Linked DNA regions of Mus musculus: all the other regions are linked to region 3. The links are chromatin contacts, called in public ChIA-PET and Hi-C maps. All regions are on one chromosome and are shown on one strand. The core of a region is the stretch at or near the end of the contact, and the rest is flanking DNA. Distances in the headings are between cores, read along the strand shown. Region 1 holds the start of Morn4 (MORN repeat containing 4). Region 2 overlaps Rrp12 (ribosomal RNA processing 12 homolog (S. cerevisiae)). Region 3 overlaps Mms19 (MMS19 cytosolic iron-sulfur assembly component).

Region 1 (2,700 bases), core at 78-2,577, 120 kb before region 3:
TGTTGGATGCTGTGTCCCAAGGAGACAAGGTAATTTGTTCTTACCAACAAACCAACAAACCATCTTGCTGGCCAAAGAAACTACATTTTGCAAGCTTTTGTTGTTGTTGTTGCAAATTTATAGGTCTTTCCATAATTTGGTCTCACATAATCTGTGATTTAATCTCATTTCTTCATATTTCCTAACACAAGTTCTAAAGAGATCCCTTTCTTTACATTCTATTTTTCAATGACTGCACTTATTTGTTTTGTTTTGTTTTGAGACAGGGTTTCTCTGTATAGCCCTGGCTGTCCTGGAACTCACTTTGTAGACCAGGCTGGCCTCAAACTCAGAAATCTGCCTGCCTCTGCCTTCCGAGTGCTGGGATCAAAGGCGTGCGCCACCACGCCCGACTCAATGACTGCACTTTAATCTACAATCTATTCCACAGTTTAGCTTATATTACCTAGTGAGTATTATTAATACCATATTGAATTTATTGGTCTGATCTTATTTTACAGGCCAGAGAGCTCACTAAGTTACTCAAAAACATACACAATTTGTAAGTAGCGAAGATAGGATTTGAACACAGAAATCAAATCTTTTCAAATTAACTTCAAACTACCGTTCTTTTGGCGTTATGTTCTCATACAGGTCCTGAAAAGCCACCCTTATTTTCATCATTACCATTTTCTAACCTGCAGCTGAAGAAATCCCAATCCAAAAAGCTATTTGAAGCCATTTGCTTTGTCTTTCAATGCCTCACACATGTCATATGAGTTCCATGAGAGAAGCAACGACGGACAACCCTGGCTTCCCAAGCCCTGAAGAACTTGCTGCCCACACGCACTTCAATAAATAAACATACAGCTATACAGACATTCGGGAACAGTATTTGGGAAGATTTGCTCCAATAATAGCAATATATTTTAAATACAGAAGACGTGGAACACAGTGATTCCCTATGAATGCAAATGTGCAGCGCATCATTAATTACAAAGCTGAGCTTCTAAAGCACGGTTTAGGTTTTCTCTTCATACTTAGCGGTGGAGTTGTTCATGCATCTAAAAATCACAACCTTTAGAGAGGGTAGCCACTTTGAACACTTGTTCAGCCTTATTTAGGATTAAAGTTTATGCCTGGAGGTCTCTGGAGAGGGGAAACCTGGGTCCTTGTTTTCTGTTGGGACTAATGAGATTGGACAGCCGGCTCAGCCCCACCTCTCTTTCAGATCTTTGGCCCAGACTCCCAAAACACTGGGCCCCTCACAAAGATGGCACGAAAGAGGGCTGGACCAATGGGGAGTGGCGTTGCTCGCGGTTGCCTAGGTAACAGCCAATGAACAGCAGGAATTGTGCCCAGTGCGGCCCGTCAGGGATGGCGGCGTCCAGTGTGGCTGAGGCGGGTGGAGGTGGCGGAGGGGAGAGTGGCAGTTGGGAGCCCAGAGCAGCAAAGATCCTAGCTGCTGGAGACCCGCATCGCGTTGGGGCGTGACAGTCGTCGCCCAGAAGCCAAGCTCAGGTAGGCTCGCGACGCGGGTGGGAGGAGGACCTGGGAGTGCGGTCCACCAGGTAGGGACTAAGGCGGCAAGCAGGTGACTGGGCTAGGGAGCGAGCCTCTGTCCTGGCTGTACTGACCAGAAGGTGGCTGTGAGTGGGACCCCAAAATTGGGTTTGGAATTTCGATCCAGAGGTTGTAGCCCCGGAGAACACAGAACACTGGTTATCGAGAGGGGTGTGCCAGGCTGTGTCTGGAGGGAATGCCAGACCCATGAGAGCCTGAAGAGCCTGTGTGGTGGGGGCCGACCCCCCCAAAAAAGGACGGAGCCGGGCTGGGATGAAAAATGCAGTGGAAGACTGGGTTGCCTGGTGAAAGTCTGGGGCTTTGTTTAATCTAGGGCGCGTCTGTGCCACAGGTAGGGAGAGGTCCCACATACTGAGGCTTGGGAAATGGATTGTCATCTCTGCAATTCCGCATCCACAAACAACTTAGGTACCAACCTGAGTAACTTCGCTTTATTAGAGCCCAGCACAGGCATTCTCCTTTCCCTTGGCATAAAATAGTGTCCAGACAATATTACTTCGGAGAGTCCACCACTCTTGGTTCATCGTGTTTTTAAAAACCTTCCTGTACCAGTGTTCTCTTTTCATCTTTTTGCATCTAACTATCCCACATTCTTCCTAAATAAGACCTGCTTATAGTAACAATGCCCCTGTTTACTTTCCAGCTAGGAAGGGGATTCGAATTATAAAGTTCAAAACCTAATTATTTCATATTCATTTAAAAACACATTTTATAAAACAGTATTTCCAGTTTCCTAATATTTGTTCATCAAAGCTTTCATTTTTTTTCTCCTCTTAGGGTTCTAAAAACCCAAGGTTGCTTCCCTTTTTTTGTTTTTTTTGTTTGTTTGTTTGTTTGTTTTTGGTTGCTTCCTTTATAACTAAAAGATTGCCAACCCAAGAAAGTGGTTTTGGGGACATTTTGGAGATTGTGTGAGTAGTTTGGGTGGCTACTTCCAAACAGTCTCTAACTGGGATATGATTATTCGTAGATTGGAGGGGGGAACTGTTGTTATTTTGTTTTTTTTTTTTTGTTTTTTTTTTTTAAAGGCATGTGCCACCATTGCCCGGTGACTTGTACACTCTTTTTTTTTTAATTTAATTTATTTATTTATTTATTTATTATATGGAAGTACATTGTAGCTGTCTTCAGACACTC
Region 2 (2,700 bases), core at 178-2,677, 95 kb after region 3:
ACCGCTGAGCCACTGTCCTGGGCCGTTTGGTTTTCCTTTCTCTTTCTTTTTTTTTTAAAGGAAATTTTTTTTTTAAAGACTTTATTTATTATTATAGTAAGTACACTGTAGCTATCTTCAGACACACCAGAAGAGGGAGTCAGATCTTGTTACGGATGGTTGTGAGCCACCATGTGGTTGCTGGGATTTGAACCCTGGACCTTCGGAAGAATAGTCGGGTGCTCTTACCCACTGAGCCACCTCACCAGCCCCTCCTTTCTCTTTCTTTTCTCTTTTCTTTTTCCTTTTTCCTTTTTTTTTTCCTGGATGCACTCAGGTTCTCCTGGATGCTGGGCATGCCCTCTGAGCCACACCCCCAAGATCTTGTTTAGAGCTGGCCTGCCTATGCCTTTGCTCATTCTCACTGCCCTGTCGAAAATGCTTACAATGTGCAGTGTTCAGCCCAGTAGCACCCTCCTGAGGACCAGTCTCCCTGCTCCCCGCCAGTTTGTATAGTAGCTAGAGGAAGATGTGTGCAGGCGGACACAGATGTCAGGGCAGGCTGGGATGAGCTGGCGAGGCCTGGGAACTCCTTCAGCTTAGAGGAGAGCGTGCTAGTCAGAGAGTGCCAGGTCTATCTCCCTATATTCTGATGCCTGTGCCCAGGCTTGGGTGTCTGCTATTTATTACTTTTATTTTCTTAGATTTGATTCTATTTTATGTGTGTTTTGCCTGCATTATGTGCCTGGTGTCACATAGATGAGAAGGCAGCAGCTCCCCTGAAGCTGTGAAAGTGGAGTTTAAGACAGTTGTGAGATGCCATGTGGGTGCTGAGAATGGAAGTGGGTCCTTTAAAAGAACAAGTACTTTGAATCACTGAGCCCTGGCCTCAGCCCCCTTATATGTTATTTAGTGGTGGTGAGAATGGTTTGGAAATCCAGTCTGGCTTTGTCCCTGAAGCTATGGCTCCTGTTTCCAGACCAGCTTCTCTCTGAATCCTCTCTAGTAGATGCTTGGGGAATGTCACAGGATGGAGTGGAACCCAGTCCCCTTCCTTATTATCTCCACGTCTCGTTTGCCCTCTCAAGAGCAAGGTCCACGGTGTACAGAAGAAGGCCTACCGCGTGCTGGAGGAGGTGTGTGCCAGTTCTCAGGGCCCGGCAGCCCGCTTCGTGCAGAGCCACCTGGATGATCTGAAGAAGACTCTGCTGGACTCGCTTCGGACCACATCCTCGCCTGCTAAAAGGGTAAGGGTTCCGGGCTGCCTCGTCTGCAAGGGAGGGAGGGCGTCAACAGGCACGCCCAGGGGTCAGGGTGACACTGGAGGACCCCGGTGTTGTTGTTGTGCCCACAGCCCCGTTTGAAGTGCCTCATACATATTGTGAAGACGCTGTCGGCTGAGCATGAGGAGTTCATAGCTGCCCTCATCCCAGAGGTGAGGGGTTGTGGAGGGATGTGGGTTGTGGTTTCTTAGTGTGGATTCCAAGAGAGGCCCGAGGAGGGAGGGCTGTAGGTAACAGTGGGAGCACACGCTCCCTTCACTGCCTAGTGCATGTGTAGGCGTGAAGAGCTCACCCAGGCTGCCCCTCAGTTCCATGTCCTGACAAAGGCTGTTTGGCCAGGTGATCCTGTGCACCAAGGAGGTGTCAGTGGGTGCAAGGAAGAGTGCGTTTACCTTGCTGGTGGAGATGGGCCATGCTTTCCTGCGATTTGGCTCCAACCAGGAAGGTGAGAGTGTGGGCTGTGGACTGAGAGCTGGGGTGGACAAACTGCCTTGGCCCAGAGAAGACTTTTTTTTTTTTTTTTTTTTGGTTTCTCGAGACAGGGTTTCTCTGTGTAGCCCTGGCTATCCTGGAACTCACTCTATAGACCAGGCTGGCCTCGAACTCAGAAATACGCCTCCCTCTGCCTCCCAAGTGCTGGGATTAAAGGTGTGCGCCACCATGCCCAGTGAGAGAAAAGTCTTAAAGCCTCTGTCCAGTCTTAAGAGAAAAGGTGGAGGGAACGCCTTGTCTTGTTCTGCCTGTGGCTTTGAGTGGACTGCACTGAAGGCCAATAGTACCCATCCCTGAGCACCCTGTCTTCGAGTAACTGTCCCACTCTCTGTCCTCAGACGCTCTGCAGCGGTACCTTGTCCTCATCTATCCTGGCCTTCTGGGTGCAGTTACCACAGTTAGTTGCAGCATTTTGGCTCTGACCCACCTCTTGTTTGAGTTCAAAGGTAAGTGTTTACCTGAAGGGTGCTGTTATGGTAAAGAGTGCTCCAAACATCAGGACAGGGTGATGCCAGAATGGGGAAAAGCATCAGGATGCAGCAAACAGACCCAGAACCCGGCCTGTCTGCTTCCTAGTCTCTTCCCACAACATTCTCCCTTCATCCTTACATTCGCACCACCCATCAGCTTTAGGCCCCAGTGTCCTGGGACTTTTGTCAGATTGGTCAGAAAGAGGGTTGGCCTGTCCCTATGTCTTAGTTCTGGTCCCTCCTCTTACCAACCACATCAAACTTTGAGCATCTTTACTAACCTCTCAGAACCCCTGCTAGTCTCTAAGATAAAAGATGTATGGATACTCCATGGGTGGTGTTCAAGCTGTTAGACCCAGAAAGGCCCTGAGAACATCTGACCCCTGGGTGGGTCTTGGGTTTGAGGGGCTCAGGTATCTGACAGCAGCCCCTGTGCACAGGGCTGATGGGGACCCGTGGGTGGCTCTTGGGTTTGA
Region 3 (2,700 bases), core at 3-2,502:
GACAAATGTACTGTGTCCGCTGATAAAATGGGGAGACTGGGAGAAGGTTGTACAGAAACTCTGCATTGTCTTTGCAACTTTTCTGTTAATCTAAAACTATCCCAAGGCCAGGTGTGGTGCTATGTGCCTTCAATCCTAGCACTTATTATTATTATAATAAAGTATTCTGTGCACATACTATAACCATGGACAGTATAACACTGTTCTGTGTTACGATCTTGTCCGATTTTCAGTGTACACACACACATATAGCTACTTCAGTCTTATTTCACATGTGAGCTATTGTGAACAATGCTACAGGGAACGTGGGCATATGACACTCTTTGCGGATATTAATTTATTTCCTTTGTATATGAAACAGGAGTGTTATAGCTGGGTTGTAGAGGCTTTTTTTTTTCTCTTTTTGAGGCACCTCCATACTCTTTTTTTTTCCATAGCAACTGTACTAGTTTACATTCTCACCAACGAAGTTTGTACATACTCCCGTTTCTGTCTGTCCTTCCAACCCTTGTCTCTTGTCTGTTTTGTAAGCAGCAGCATCCTGACAGGTATGAAGCCAGAGCATTGAGTGCCTTTTAAATGTACAGTTTTGCTAAATATCTTTTTTGAGGGGGGGGTTTCAGGACAGGATTTCTCTGTATAGCCCTGGCTATCCTGGAACTCACTCAATAGACCAGGCTGGCCTCAAACTCAGAAATCCGCCTGCCTCTACCTCCCGAGTGCTGGGATTAAAGTCATGTGCCACCACCGCCTGGCCTGAATTTCTATCTAGTTCCTTTCTTTCTCTTGGTCTCCCTGATCTACCCCTCCTCTACCCCTTACGTGGCTGTGCTAGCTGCTGGGTTAGTCACTGTTAGGAATTGAGCTCAGGGCTCTCAGTGCAGGCCAGGTCAGCACTTGGTCAGCTGAGCTACACCTTCAGCAATGGTTTTGTTTATTTGTTTTGCCTTTGTGCCATTTGTCCCCATTCATCTTTTATGCTGTTTTATATAGACTGTTGTGTGTATATATACACAAAGGGTTTTTATTTGATAATACTAATTTATATGTAGCCAGCTTATTCTTTAATCTGGCCTTTCTGCCTATACAATCATTTCAGTTAAAGATGAAAATGCTTATTTAAAAAAAAAAAAAAACTTGCGACTGCATATTTGAAATGTGGCAGCTTCTTTCTTGTCTAGGAGGGGTCTTACTCAGCAGTGTGTAGTCTCCTAGCACAGGGCGCGGTGTAAACAGGAAGCACTCAACCATCGAACCCTGTTTTAACTTTTTCGTATTTCTTTCGATTTCTTCTAGATGTGAAGTCCGGTGGCTATACAGTGTTACAAGTAGTAGAAGCCCTTGGGTAAGCCCCTCTCTTTTAGAATATGCTTCCAGTCTTGCCTAGATACTTCCATGCATTATTCCCTCCCTAGAACCTGATTTTTTTTCCCTTGTAGTTGAAGGCTTCTGATCCATGTCAGCACTCAGTCTAAGCTGGTCTTGGGTTGTTCCTCTTAGAAAGGTACAACCTGTAATCCACATCAGGTTCTGACTCAGCCTGCAGGTTTAGGTAAAACGGGTGGCTACGGCCTTCCACTGTTGTCTCATCGGAACGCCAACCCTCTGTGCTTCCTTAGATCCACCTAATCCCTCAGGAGTCTAGCTGCCGCAGATGGCTTCGACATCCGATAGGTCCTGTCTCCCTGTCTGGAGGATGACTGTGCCAGATCCCCAGACTCTGACTGTGCGAGTCAAAGAAGAGTGTTATAACCTGGGCTTCTGAGAATCAGATTAGATACATGCTTGTAGTCTAGGGCTTGCTTTCCTCAAATCTCAGACCACAGACCACTTATGTTGACCAGTCTTATTAATAAGTTATTATTCAAAACGCATGCTTCTGAAATAGGAAAAACAAATCAAAACAGATAAAGGAAGTCTTAAAAACTGCCACATCTTACACAGAACAGACTACTTAGCTTTTCTGGTTGCTCTCTCATGGCCCTAGGTTTTTTTTTTTTTTGCTTTGGTGTGGTTTGGTTTGGTTTGGAGACAGGGTCTCTCTAGGTAGCTCTGGCTGTCCTTGAACTTACTCCATAGACCAGGCTGGCCTCAGACTCAGAAATCCGCCTGCTTCTGCTTCCTGAGTGCTGGGATTAAAGTTGTACTGCTACCACTCAGCATTATTTTTTTTTAATAATAGTTTTATTGAAAACGTAATTGACACAGGGCTAGAGAGATGGATCAGTAGTGAAAAATGCAGGCTGCTCTTCCAGAGGACCCAGGTTCAGTTCCCCGTACTCCTATGGCAGCTCACAACTATCTTTAATTCCAGTCTCAGGGAATCTGGCACCCTCTTCTGGCTTCGTGGGAGCTAGGCATGCATGTGGTACACATACATAGGGGCAAAACATCCATACACATAGACAAATCTTTAAATATATATTTTTATACATACACACACATACATATCTGATATATCCAAGCTCACTAAATTGTCTCACCCCCTGCATCCTTCCCCACAGTCACCGTTCAGCCATTCAAACATCCTTTTTACTCCAAAGTGAACCTCCTGCTCCTTAGTGCCCATTCCCTTCACCCCTCTTCTTCCCAGGCCCTAGCACTCTATGGACTAACCGACTGTGGACATTTCAGATACATAGAGCCCCGGGCTGTGTGTCTCTCACTGAGCATGCGCTGCCTTGTTCCTAATGCTGTGAT

The links. A called contact is a pair of places that touch in the nucleus more often than the background predicts. ChIA-PET counts read pairs in DNA pulled down with a chosen protein or histone mark.
Region 1: a Hi-C map of rod photoreceptor shows a contact between it and region 3, with 2.4 times the contacts expected there. The contact joins the promoter of Morn4 here to the enhancer-like site in region 3. A contact is called at or near these places in 14 of 39 promoter capture datasets (the 3T3-L1 cell line, 3T3-L1-derived adipocytes, the HPC-7 cell line and 9 more), 14 of 484 Hi-C or Micro-C datasets (the HPC-7 cell line, the N1E-115 cell line, bone marrow-derived macrophages and 10 more), 6 of 115 datasets of contacts at active chromatin or transcription factors (the SCID.adh cell line, bone marrow-derived macrophages, effector CD8 T cells and 2 more) and 4 of 9 other capture datasets (adipose tissue, embryonic stem cells, liver and 1 more).
Region 2: an RNA polymerase II ChIA-PET map of effector CD8 T cells shows a contact between it and region 3, with 6 read pairs. The contact joins two enhancer-like sites. A contact is called at or near these places in 4 of 39 promoter capture datasets (cranial neural crest, embryonic stem cells, neutrophils and 1 more), 20 of 484 Hi-C or Micro-C datasets (differentiating embryonic stem cells, embryonic heart, embryonic stem cells and 2 more), 3 of 115 datasets of contacts at active chromatin or transcription factors (effector CD8 T cells and embryonic stem cells) and 4 of 9 other capture datasets (adipose tissue, embryonic stem cells, liver and 1 more).

What each region holds. Positions count from the first base shown.
Region 1 is chr19:42,084,997-42,087,696 of GRCm38.p6, reverse strand. It overlaps Morn4 (MORN repeat containing 4), which reads left to right and starts at 1,327. Exons shown (of 5, transcript NM_198108.2): 1 at 1,327-1,500.
Region 2 is chr19:41,873,243-41,875,942 of GRCm38.p6, reverse strand. It overlaps Rrp12 (ribosomal RNA processing 12 homolog (S. cerevisiae)), which reads left to right. Exons shown (of 34, transcript NM_199447.2): 21 at 1,068-1,226; 22 at 1,334-1,414; 23 at 1,602-1,707; 24 at 2,093-2,200. Among named protein-coding and RNA genes, the nearest start is that of Rrp12, 22 kb to the left of the region's middle. Within about 2 kb of position 1,427, at least 25 of the 459 cell types and tissues checked have an H3K27ac peak or open chromatin away from gene starts, as enhancers often do. A contact at or near this core is called in effector CD8 T cells, where this site is marked.
Region 3 is chr19:41,968,348-41,971,047 of GRCm38.p6, reverse strand. Mms19 (MMS19 cytosolic iron-sulfur assembly component) reads left to right here. Exons shown (of 31, transcript NM_028152.3): 2 at 1,297-1,345. Among named protein-coding and RNA genes, the nearest start is that of Mms19, 11 kb to the left of the region's middle. Within about 2 kb of position 1,252, at least 23 of the 459 cell types and tissues checked have an H3K27ac peak or open chromatin away from gene starts, as enhancers often do. A contact at or near this core is called in effector CD8 T cells, olfactory sensory neurons and rod photoreceptor, where this site is marked.